Regions from separate parts of the Mus musculus genome. Here regions 2, 3 and 4 are each linked to region 1. Evidence: chromatin contacts called from public HiChIP or PLAC-seq data. All regions are on one chromosome and are shown on one strand. The core of a region is the stretch at or near the end of the contact, and the rest is flanking DNA. Distances in the headings are between cores, read along the strand shown.

Evidence for each region. HiChIP or PLAC-seq counts read pairs in DNA pulled down with a chosen protein or histone mark.
Region 2: a contact with region 1 is called in an HNF4G HiChIP or PLAC-seq map of pancreatic cancer cells. The contact joins the promoter of Ncmap here to the enhancer-like site in region 1. A contact is called at or near these places in 1 of 39 promoter capture datasets (hippocampal neurons), 4 of 484 Hi-C or Micro-C datasets (B cells, ECoMG myeloid progenitors, LSK cells and 1 more), 5 of 115 datasets of contacts at active chromatin or transcription factors (astrocytes, bone marrow-derived dendritic cells, cardiomyocytes and 2 more) and 1 of 9 other capture datasets (macrophages).
Region 3: a contact with region 1 is called in a FOXA1 HiChIP or PLAC-seq map of pancreatic cancer cells. The contact joins the promoter of Rcan3 here to the enhancer-like site in region 1. A contact is called at or near these places in 3 of 39 promoter capture datasets (the 3T3-L1 cell line, hippocampal neurons and liver) and 6 of 115 datasets of contacts at active chromatin or transcription factors (the 230-238 cell line, bone marrow-derived macrophages, embryonic basal ganglia and 3 more).
Region 4: a FOXA1 HiChIP or PLAC-seq map of pancreatic cancer cells shows a contact between it and region 1. The contact joins the promoter of Nipal3 here to the enhancer-like site in region 1. A contact is called at or near these places in 8 of 39 promoter capture datasets (the C10 cell line, cranial neural crest, embryonic stem cells and 5 more), 1 of 15 datasets of contacts at CTCF or cohesin (embryonic stem cells), 6 of 484 Hi-C or Micro-C datasets (bone marrow-derived macrophages, cardiomyocytes, cranial neural crest and 3 more), 20 of 115 datasets of contacts at active chromatin or transcription factors (the 230-238 cell line, the SCID.adh cell line, craniofacial prominence and 14 more) and 3 of 9 other capture datasets (adipose tissue, liver and pancreatic islet).

The regions. Positions count from the first base shown.
Region 1 is chr4:135,643,716-135,646,569 of GRCm38.p6, reverse strand. No RefSeq gene overlaps it. Among named protein-coding and RNA genes, the nearest start is that of Gm30941, 8.9 kb to the left of the region's middle. Within about 2 kb of position 1,424, at least 24 of the 459 cell types and tissues checked have an H3K27ac peak or open chromatin away from gene starts, as enhancers often do. A contact at or near this core is called in fetal liver and pancreatic cancer cells, where this site is marked.
Region 2 is chr4:135,396,861-135,399,714 of GRCm38.p6, reverse strand. Ncmap (noncompact myelin associated protein) reads left to right here and starts at 1,488. Exons shown (of 5, transcript NM_145555.2): 1 at 1,488-1,832.
Region 3 is chr4:135,432,398-135,435,251 of GRCm38.p6, reverse strand. It overlaps Rcan3 (regulator of calcineurin 3), which reads left to right and starts at 1,447. Exons shown (of 5, transcript NM_022980.4): 1 at 1,447-1,640.
Region 4 is chr4:135,493,186-135,496,039 of GRCm38.p6, reverse strand. It overlaps Nipal3 (NIPA-like domain containing 3), which reads left to right and starts at 1,462. Exons shown (of 12, transcript NM_028995.4): 1 at 1,462-1,610. It overlaps Stpg1 (sperm tail PG rich repeat containing 1), which reads right to left and starts at 53. Exons shown (of 9, transcript NM_030189.3): 1 at 1-53.

The DNA of each region.
Region 1 (2,854 bases), core at 175-2,674:
AGGCAGGATGCCTATGTGCCTGTGTGTGACTGAAGTGTTGGCTTCCAGGCTGCTCTGTTTCCAGTTACTTCTTATGCCTGAAACCCACAGGTTCCTCGGCTCACACCCATCCCTAGTTGACACAGTTGTTCCTCATATCTGGGTGTGGGGCTAAAGCTCTAGTTGATGGAAGTCAGAGGTACCATGAAACATCTTTCAGTGCCTCGGACAATCCCATCAATGGATTTTTCCAGGCCAATGAATGTGTCACCAGTATCAAGGCTGAGAAGCTTTGTAAGGATAACAAACTCATCCCACATTAACATACAAACACATTTTATACAGCAGTGTCCTGGTTAGCCTTCAGTATGTACTTGACACAGCCCAGAGTCATCTGAGAGGAGAAGCCTCAAGTGAGGAATTGCCTCAGTCAGACTGGCCTGTGGGCATGTCTGTGGGGGGACTGTCTAATTAGGAATTGATGCAGGAGGGCCAAGCCCACCGTGGGCGGCACTATCCCTAGGCAGGTGTACCTTGACCTCTGAAAAGTCAGTCAAGCGTGAGTGAGGCAGCAAGCAGCATTCCTCCATGCTGTCTGCTTCAGGAACCTGCCATTCCCCTCTGTGATGGGTTATAGTCTGGCAGCAGGAGACAAATCAACCCTTTCCTCCTTTTCCGGTGACGTGTTTTATCACAGCGACAAAAAGCAAACTAGAATAGACACCATGCTTTCCAAATAAGTGAGAGCAACTCAAGGTGGCTGGATTCCCCGAGCACAGCTGGAGCCTCTGCGTTTCCTCTATTGCAACAGTCTGGAAAACTCCACCGTGTGGTGAGGCGCAAAGGATAGTGGCAAGGACAAACAACACTGGGGTGTGACTATGGCTTCCTGAATCTCTCCAAGGGTCTTTGAGAGGCCTGAGGGTTCGGAGCCTACTTTCTGAGAATTTCAGGGATGCTGCCAGAAAGATACGTCCAAGCAGCAGGCAACATGAAATGACCAGGAATACCTATCTGTCTTTTCTGTGGTCCCTGGGGTGCAGGATAGATGGGTGAATGCCAGCTGCAGTAGGCAGCCTGGCCCAGCCTCCGGAATCTTTCCTCGCCCTCCTCCCCACATTCTTCTGTAAGCTTGGCCGTGCTGATCTTTTCTGGGAATGATCTCATGTTTCACTAAAGGCAGACAAGTAGCCAGGATGATGGAAATAAAAGAGTGTAGGGGTAGGGGAGAGGGAGGAAGGGGTGCTTGCTTTCCACTGCCTTGGGGTCCCGTGGGTGAGGGTGTGTGGGGAGGGCCCACGCCTCAGCCTTGCCCCTGAGCCCAGCCCTAGGAACGGTGATCAAAGTGGCCCGCCTGCCTGAGTCACCCACTGGAGTTTCGCAGGATACGATAGCCTAATCTCTGACACGGAAAGCTGGAGGCCCGGCTTTTGAGGCCCCACAAGGAGGCTGGGAATAGATAGGGCAGGGTGTCTTCATGTTCAGGAGGCCTAGCTGCCTCTCCCCTCCTCCCACCTCTCTTGTCTCCAGGTTCTCAGCTTGAGGGGTGGGAGGAAGACAGTGGGTCCTAACTGTCATGCTTTTGGAGGCTGAGAAAACAAGCCTGGAGAGCATTGACACAGCACCGACTGTATACAGCTCTGGGCTGATTCATTTCCGCACCTGCTGCGTTTAAACATCACAATGACTTTGCTTTGGGAATTGCGTATTCTTTCTCCGTTTTAGCTGCTGGGGTGGAGGGTTAAGTGCATAGGACACTTTATTATAAGCAGGGGACCTTCAGAGGTGAGATGCCAGCGAGGCTAGTCAGGAACCAAAGCCCGGATTCCTTACCTCTGCCCTGCAAATACTCAGGCAGGTGACTTCCGTTCCCAGGCACCCAGGCATCTCACAGGGACAGGGGAGGAGGGGTGAACCCCATCTCCCTGCAGATACTTGAGATGTAAGAAGATAAGCAGGCATCCTGCCTTCCTTCGGGCTCTGTAGTGGGCTTGGCAGGGAGATGCTTCTGTGTGGCTGTTGAGCAAGCACACGGGCAATCACAATGTGTGGTGTTAAGTGCTGTGCTGGGGGAAGTGGGGTACCAGGGAGCCAGAGGCCCCAGGGCTCTGAAGGAGAGAAAGACTTCCTAGAGAAGGCGATACACCCACATGAGACATGAAGTGGGCTCTAATGGAGGAGTGGGTTGGGAAGAGGAGGAGAAGTGAGGAAGAATGTAGGAGGAGGAGAGAAAAGGGAGGAGGGAGAGGAAGAGGAGCAAGGGGAGGAGGGAGAGGAAGAGGAGCAAGGGGAGGAGGGAGAGGAAGAGGAGCAAGGGGAGGAGGGAGAGGAAGAGGAGCAAGGGGAGGAGGGAGAGAAGGAGGAACACCTTTAGTGGCTGGAGGGGCAACACTTTAGGACCTGTAGCCACTTTTACAGGAGTTACTAGTGTGTGTGTGTGTGTGTGTGTGTGTGTGTGTTTATGTCCTGCCAGAGGCAATTTGGGGTTTCTACCCTGAGTCCTTCTCATGCCCACACAACTGCCTTCTGTTGATACTATCACTAGCTGGTCACTGAGATGACTGTCAGAGGAGCTACAGCTAGGGGAACAGCCCAGGGGCTGTCACAGGAGACTAGACTTCATGGGAGTATGATCTCAGGGCCTCACACAAGTTAGGCAGAGCTCGACCACTGAGCTGTCATTCAGCCTTTAGCTTGGAAAAGAATGATCCTTGTTTTATTACTGTTTTCTAATTCAGCGGTGTGTGTGTGTATGTGTGTGTGTGTGTCTGTTTGTGTGTGTGTGTCTGTGTGTGTGTGTGTTTACAGGTGCCATGCCCATACATGTGTAAATATGGCACAACATGTTACTTGTGTGGTCAAAGGACAGCTTGCA
Region 2 (2,854 bases), core at 239-2,738, 250 kb after region 1:
AATGTCCCTAAGAGACCCTACTCTAGTTCAGAGCCAGGAGTGCCCCCTACCTTGCCCTCCTCCATCATGTGTGGCCACTCCGTCTTTGGTGAGGCAGTGAATCATGCATGGTATTGTCTAACAGCATGTGTCAACAAACCCACGACGGAGTTTCCTATCAAAGTACAAGTAACTCTTCCATGGCTCTTGCTCCTTCGCCCGCTTGCTGTGTGAGACTGAGTAACTGCTAGATCCTTGGACTTCCATTCACAGCTGCGATTGAACCATTGTTGGGAATTGCGCTGCCAACTGTAAGTCATCAATAAATTCTTTTACTATATAGAGACTATCCGTAAGTTCTGTGACTCTAGAGAACCCTGACTAATACAGAAGTTGCTTCACACTGAGCCATGGAAGCAACTCAGGGGCGCTCGGTCCAGACCCAGTCACTTCCTGGCTCTACTCCCAGTCTGCCACTTTACCTTCTGGGGACCTGAGGCCCACCTTGTCTTCCTGGTACTTCATTTCCCTGTTTATACAAGGATCTCTTAAATCTGGTTGTGAGCCTACCGTGTGCTGGAGAGACCGTGTGGCACCCGGAGACCGTGAAGATGCGCACAGCCTAGTTGAAAGTGGGAGTGCTGTTTTTTATTTTCGTTGGTGAAGCAATAATTCTTTTTTTTAAAAAAAGATTTTATTTATTATAAATAAGTACACTGTTGCTGTCTTCAGACACACCAGAAGAGGGCGTCAGATCTCATTACAGGTGGCTGTGAGCCACCATTTGGTTGCTGGGATTTGAACTTCGGAATAGCAGTCAGTGCTCTTAACCGCTGAACCATCTCACCAGCCCAATAATTCTTTTTTTAAATTTTGTGTGTGCATGTGTTCATGTGGGAGGGGATGGAGTTAGAAGCAATCGTGCCTTTCCTGATGTGGGTGCTGGGAACTGAACTTATGTTAAGCTCATCTTCTAAGCCCACCCCACCCTCCGTGCTAACTTTTAGGCAGGAAACAGGGAATTTTCTCACGCTTGCTAGGCAAGCACTTTACCCACTGACCCATGCTAGCTGAAACGTACTATGTTTTCGGAGCCAGCCTTGAACTTGCAGCAATCCCCTTGCCTCTGCTGCCTGTGTACTACTAGAAAATTAGTTTCTAATCACGCTCAGGAGGAATTTCTGTCACCTGTAAACTGCCAGTCCTCTGGTCCTCGGATCCCACAGCTGGTCCACACTTTCACTCCATCAGCTCGCTTCATCCGATTCAGCTCTCCGTCAACGCGAGGTCCCTTCCTCCTCTTTTGTCTTCTCACAATTCCAACCTGGAAGAAGTGGGTGCGGGGGGGTGCCAGACCTGAAGTCCCCTGAGCGGCAGGAGGAGAGAGCGACGTGGGGACACTGCGGGCGGGGCGGGAGCGCTGGGCAGGTGATGGGGGAGGGTGGTCACTAGTTGGGAGGGATGGGGCGGGACAGGACCCGGAGGCGACAGCGGCGGCTGCAAGAGGCGGGGCTGGGGTGTGGAGCAGGTAGGGCGCAGGGCACGGAACGCGGGGGCTTGGAAGGACAGCGCACAGGGGCTCAGGCCCGCGGAAGATAGCTCTCCGGACCCCCAGGGGTCCCCAGCCTGGCGCGCGCCTTGGCGTGAGCCGGTAGCTGAAAGGTCAGCAACATCTCCCGGTTGTCTGCAGACACCGGTGCACAGAGGTGTTCAGGGTGCAAGCTGAGAAGCACCCCGAAGCTGGGTGCATTCGGGGCTACATCTCTGGCATGCGGAAAGCTGGTGGTTTCCTTGTCCGCTCCTACGAAGTCACAGGGAGCGACCTGGACTCCCGGAAGAAAAGCCTACGAGAGGTAGGAGCCTTGAACTCCCCTCCCCCTCGGGTCCTGAGCTCTCCTGGTTTATAAACTGGGCATCCAGGAGAGCACGCTCCTTCCGAGGCCCCAGGAGCTGTGCAGTCCAATGAGACCAGCACCCGGAAAAGGGGCCCGGGCTCGTACCAGAGTCAATAAGCGAGATGTTGAATCAGCCGCTCCTTGATAGTGGGAGATTCCAGTCCCGGGTACCTTGAGGTGGAAGGAAATGGATTCCTGCCTCCAAAGGGGCTGGGTGGGGAAGCTCTGGGGTGCGGGAGGAAGATTCTTCTTGGAAGAGGGGTTGGGGGATTTGAGAAGCTGCGAAAGGAGCAAAGAAGCCGGAGTGGAGTGGTACCCAATCCGAGTCTCCGCCTCGGCCTGGCTGGCTGTCGCCTTGAGGCAGCCTCTTCTTACCAATTCGGTTTCTTGTACCTAAGTGAAACTTTCTTGTATCTAAACGAACCGGTGATTTGATTTTATGTAAGCTATTCCTTTTTGCCAGACTGGCTCCTTGGGGCCAGGGACTGTGTCTGGTTCACAATTGCCTCACCAGCTCCAGTAAAGCTGGGCTCGTAGTTAAACCAGGGGCTTAAGAGTGGCAGCAGCATTGTGGAGCGTGGTGGCGCACACCTTTAATCCCAGCACTTGGGAGGCAGAGGCAAGCGGATTTCTGAGTTTGAGGCCAGCCTGGTCTACAAAGTGAGTTCCAGGACAGCCAGGGCTACACAGAGAAACCCTGTCTCGAAAAACCAAAACAAAAAACAAAACAAAACAAAAAAGAGTGGCAGCATCGGGTGGAGCTGGGCACCTCCTGGTGTGTGTGGTGAGCAGGCACAGGCGGCTGAGCTGGGCTTGAAGATAGGCTCCCCTGGTCTCTGTGGTTGGGATTGCCCACCTAATTCCTAATTCTCCAACTGGACTCATATCACCACCTGAACTGTAGCTCAGGCTGGACACAGGCTTGTATATAACAGCAGTAAACACTATCCCGAGCCTGTCTGGTTCTGGTGACCTCCAGG
Region 3 (2,854 bases), core at 198-2,697, 210 kb after region 1:
TATTATATGTAAGTACACTGTAGCTGTCTTCAGACACTCCAGAAGAGGGAGTCAGATCTCATTACAGATGGTTGTGAGCCACCGTGTGGTTGCTGAGATTTGAACTCAGGATCTTTGGAAGAGCAGTCAGTGCTCTTAACCATCTAGCCATCTCACCAGCCCAAGGGGAAACATTTCTATGCTTCTTGATGTGAGTATAGAAGTCACTCTCCATAATTCTTTGATGAAAAAGTGAAGAACTTGACGTGTTAAGTCAAGTTTAATCAGGAGCCTCAGGGTGGAAAGCTGCAGAAACTTCCTAAAGCAAAAGGGATACAACACTGTGATCCTGTGGGGGACACTATGGGAGTCACTCTGACGAGGATGCTATGCCCTGCATTTTGTGCCCATGACTCTCACCGAGTGACAACACTGTGTCCTTAGTTTTGACCCCCTTGTTTCATTTGTCCTATGAAGGGTCTTGCGTAAATGACAAAAGCTGATTTTCTATTTATTATTTGTTTATTATTCAGAAGGGCAGCCGTGTGGAAGTCAGAGAACACTTGCAGGAGTTCTCTCCTTCCATCACGTGCGTCCGGGGTTGGGAGCAAGGACCCTCAGAACTGAGCCATACGGCCTGGATAGCAGAGCAGAATCCTTCTAGCGGGAGCTGAGAGTTCTCCAGCTCTGTACCGTTCATCCAGTTTGTGAGCTGGAAGAGGGCACAGCTCCCTGACAGGCTGGTCTCAGCAACAGCAATTAAAATTAAAATGCCAGCCAGCCTCGGCGCTACTACTAGCCTAAACCCTGACCTAGACATAATTAATGTTCCATTATCTCCAAGGGAGATAAGCAAGACTGTGTGGAAAGGCAAACGCAAATATCATTAATATTGTACATCTGTGCTGGGTGCAATGGAGGGAGGGATGGGGCGCGCGCAGTCACACACCTGGTGACACCCATAGCACAGCCACGTCGCCATCGCCTCTACTGGGCGACGGGAGCTGCGGGGCGAGGTCGGGCACATCCGGCTGCCAGGTTCCTAGAAGGCTACCCCGGGTTAAGCTCACAGGAACCCGCCCCGAGAAGGTTCCTAGTATCCCGGCTAGCTGTTCCTGTCACTGTCACGTGAGGTCAGCAAAAAGAGAGAGAAAATGTTTCTTGGGGGCGGCGGATACCAAGGGGACATCAAAAGTCCCGTTCTGGAGGTCAAGGAAAGCCTCTGCCTTAAGAGTGCCGGCCCAGGGGGGGTGGGAAAAAAAAAAAAAAAGAGTGCCGGCCCAAGTCCCTCAAAGCCAGTGCCAGCCAGCCAAGAGGAGCAGGCGAATGCGCGCGCGCAGAACCCACCCCCGCCCCCAGAGCCCCGCCCACCACTCGGCGACTCCCGCCCACCCAGCTGTCAGCCCCGCCCTCCTGTCTGTGCGCCGGCGCAGCGCGCCCCCTGGGCGCGAGGAACCCAGGGAGGGCGCGAGGCGCGCGGGCCCGGGAGCGCGCGCGACGCTGGCAACCTCGCTCAGCCCTAGGTCACCGCCCGTGTCGCCGGCTGAGGCGGCCGCTGCGGCCCGCGTTGAGGGCGTGGTGGCTCCGGGTGGTGAGGGTCTGTCCGCCCCAGGCCGCGCTCGTGGGCATCCCCCCTCGGGCCTCTCCCCTCGAGCGCACAGGTGAGTCTCCCCTTCGCAGGGCGGGGCCGGGTCGCGGCCGCTCGGAACAGGTTTGCAGCAGCTCTGGGTGATGGATCCCCAGGATCCCTGAAAGTTAAAGCAGCCTCAGCTAGAGCAGCAGCTGCCCAGATCCTCCAGGAACCCCCTAGACGTTGCTAAGGACCAACCGCCTGATGCCCAGGATCTCCCCCAGCAGCTTCGGGGTAACGTCCTGCAAAACAACCCTCGCCCCCAGGTCCTTTCTCCTCCACCAGCAATTTCTCCACCCGCAGTTCGACTTTTTGAAAGATGTCAGGCCCAACCTGGCCCCCCCCTCCCGGAGGGCAGGGAAGGTGTGGCTAGTAAAACCCTCCTGGCAGCAGGTGGAAGCCCCACTCCCCTCTCTCCTCCCCTCCCCCAGGATGCAGGAATCCTCGTGCTTCTCTGCTTCCCTGGCATCTGGAAACTTGTCCGCTTCCTCTTGAACCCTTCAATAGCTGTCTGTTTCCAGGTTGTGGGGTTCCAGCTTCCGTGCGAAATCTCATCATCTCCTCTGGGGATTAAGATTCTAGCGGCTCACGTCCATGTTTCAGATTCAAACTAGGATTATGTAGAGTGATGTTTTATTGTAGGGTTTAAAACCAAATATATATATATTCGCGTCCCAATATTGAAGGCTATCTAGGACAATACATTTACTTGAACTTTTCGTAGAAGTCTCTCATCTACTAGTTGGCCAGAGAAGTAATTGACCATCTGTAGCTATGATTAGTGATTACTTTAAAATGTTATTTTAAGAACTGGGTGTGGCACACGTTTATAATATTAGCAAGTGGGAGACTAGTCTGGACTACATAATACGGTCCTGCCCAACAAAACAAAATAAAACCTATCTTAACACAATGCCATTACCTCTAGTCCAATATATCAATATGTAGTCCTATGAGATGGCTCAGCTGGTACAGACAGACACACTTACTGCAAAGCCTGACAGTTGGAGTTCCCGGATCCCGGGGATCAACATGGCAGGAGGAGAGAATCAGCTTTTGCAAGTTGTCCTTTGACTAATACCTGAGTGTTGCTGAGGCCACAGTCAAACACACATATAAACATTCAATAAATATATGTTAACAAAATAGTGTGCCGGGGGCGGGGGATGTCCACTGTTAAGAGCACCTACTGCTCTTGCACAGAACTGGGCTCTGAGTCCTAGCACCCGTATGTAACTTCAGTTC
Region 4 (2,854 bases), core at 213-2,712, 150 kb after region 1:
ATCCTCCTCAAGACCTCAAGGACCGGTCCCTTAACAGGAACTGGTTCCTAACTAGTCAATCTATCCCTCCCGCCCGGTCGCTATGGCAACCACTGGCCTAACATTCCAGAGTCCGGCGGCAGGCAACTGGCTAACTAGCCAGGGGTGTCCTCTGTGTCTTTAATGTGAAAAGCTGTTGACCAATCGTTGGAGACGTTTCAAAAACCAACAAAAAAAGCTACCAGAATTTTGGGGTTCGGATTGACAATGCTAAGGAGAACCTGTTAGGCAGGGAACTAACTATTAGGGTTTTTGTTTCTGGGGTTCAGTTCCCTTTTCTTGTTTGTTTGTTTGTTTGATTGTTTCGGTTTTGTTTGGTTGTTGGGTTTGTTTGGTTTGTTGTTTTTGTGACTCATCGAAGGAATAAACCCAAGTGTTCCTACCCATCCATCCACACCCTGAGTGTGAGAGCAGAAAGGTCGATGACATAATTCCCCAAGGGCAACCGTGCAGTATTCCAAGAGCCCCTTACCCGTTTCACCGCAGCCACAGTGCCTAGCCACAGCCCGGCTTAAACCCACCAGCGTCTTCTTTAAAATTATGGGATAGTCCCCTGTTAGAAACTGTCTCCCGCTTGTTCCTCAGATCACATCTCCTGCCACCCACGCCTCAAGAAAAAAAAAAAAAATCTCGCACCGACCCAGTTGGTCTTTGGGCATCTCCCATAATACAATATGGCAGCTCCATCCTCTCTTAAACTCTCCCTCCCAGTTCTACCGCGTTTCCATCGCTGAGGTCTCCCCAATGTCATTTCCTCGTAAAACCTGTGTGATCTCAACATCTCCCCCAGAGGTTGCTGTGCGGCTCTGGACTGAACGGCGCGTGCTGAAAAATGAGCGCGCTGGAAGCTCCACGCGCAGGTTCATGCTCACAGCCGAACCCCTGGGAAACAGCAGCGGGCGGGGGAGGGGTGCGGGGGGGGGGACGGGACTACTAGGATGATTGACAGCCTACCGGGGCTGCTGAGCTGCAGGCGTACCGGGAAATTAAGGACGCAATACAGCCAACAGGTGGGACGCAGGCGCAGGAAAGAAGGGGTACGCACGGTCCCCGAGACGTGTCAGGGCTCTGCTGGGTTTCGATACTGGAGCTACCTGATGGAAGCAGCAGGGGCGCCGCCCGGGACGGTCGGTGGCAGTTAGCGCAGACTGCGGGGGGACACCAGGCGGGCTGCTTAAGCCCAGCCTACTTGTCCGGCAGGTGGAGGTGAGCAGCCATAACTTGGGGACCAAAGCAGCCCGGACTTCTTCCTTTGGCCGCTAGAGGGGACTCCTCCAGGTGAGTGTCAGGTCGCCCCTACGCTTCAAGCGAGCTTGGCGACGCAGCCAATTATTTCAGGATGTCCCGCCCATCCCCTCCCGACAACCACTCGCCTGCGCAGAGGCTTCGCCAGCTTGGGACTGGCAGGCAGTGTAACAAATCAAGTCTCCACCTTTGAAAGCAAAACACTGCAGCCCCTTGGAAACTCGGAGCTGGGAAGGGATCCAAGAGGCTGTACCTAGGGGTGGCACGGAGTGTCCGAGTCGCTTCTCCGGAACCTGGGATAGGTGGATCTAGAAGGAACGTCCCGGGTGAGTCACGGTCATGACTGAGGGAAGGGGTACTTGAAATCAGGCTTGCTGTTTTGATCCCCTAGTATAAATATAGTCTCCCTTGTTGTTGCCAGCCTTGTCAGTTTGGGTTCTGTTGCCTCCGATTTTTTTTTTTTTTTTTTTTTTTTGTCTCTTCCATATTTTCAAGGAGGGTGGGCACGGGTTTGCCTTAATGAAGGAGATGCTGGGCGTTACCAGATGAGGAAGTGGAAGGCCAGTACTGCCGGCTCCAGCGTGCAGGAAATAGCCGGTGCGACTGGCAGGTGGATGGAGGGAGCTCTGTGCTTGGTACTGAAACAGAGGTGTGTCTCTCCGAGAATGTCACCCCTCAGTGCTCAAAAGCCCCGGGAAAGAAAAGCTTGGCATGAAACCGACGTTCTTTGGTCAAACTGAATCGTCAGGTGGTGACAAGACCTCCATGCACGCACGCGGGGGGGCGCGCGCGGACACACACACACACCCTTGTTTTTAGTTACAGCCAATTTCATGGCCGCGAGGCTGTTATGCTCGCTGGAAGACTTGCTCGGTGGGGTTAACGGAGTTATTCATTTAGATGAGGCCGGGGGATTCGAGTGGAAGCAAGCACTTTGTGAATTCTCTTGGGTCAGTGACCATAAACTGTGACTGTGATTGTCAACACTGGCTTGGCTGTGTGCCTCTTGGACATATGTCAGCCTTGGACCAACAATAAACCATCACCAGGCCAAAGTGTGAGCCTTATAAGGGAATGCAACTTACAGAGTCCACGGAGGCTTTGGGGTGATGCTACACGGCAGTTCAAGGAGAATCTTCCTCCCTCTGTCTTTGGGTATTCAGAGCTCTGGGGGTTCCCTGGGTAGAGAGGGGAGTTGAAGCTACTGTTTAAAAGCCAGTGACTCAACACACACACACACACACACACACACAGAGGGGTGCGGTGGGGGGAGACAACCTGCTGTCCTCCCTAGCTGGTTCCCAAGGCCTGTTTGCATTTTCTGACATCCTGTGGGTGGGGCTGGGTATATCTGTTTGTGGCCATGGGTTCTGAGTAAGGCATTCTTTTTTTAAACCACAGTGTATCATGGGCATTACATTTGGTCGAGTGGGCATCTATGCAAGTTACCTTGCCAGGCTCTGAGCTAGGTTTCCAGGAACAGCAGAGGACCTGACAGGTGCCTTCAATCCAGGGCCCCCTCAACTCCAGGCTGGAAGCAGCCCTAGGTCTCTCCCAGGTAGAAGGAGCT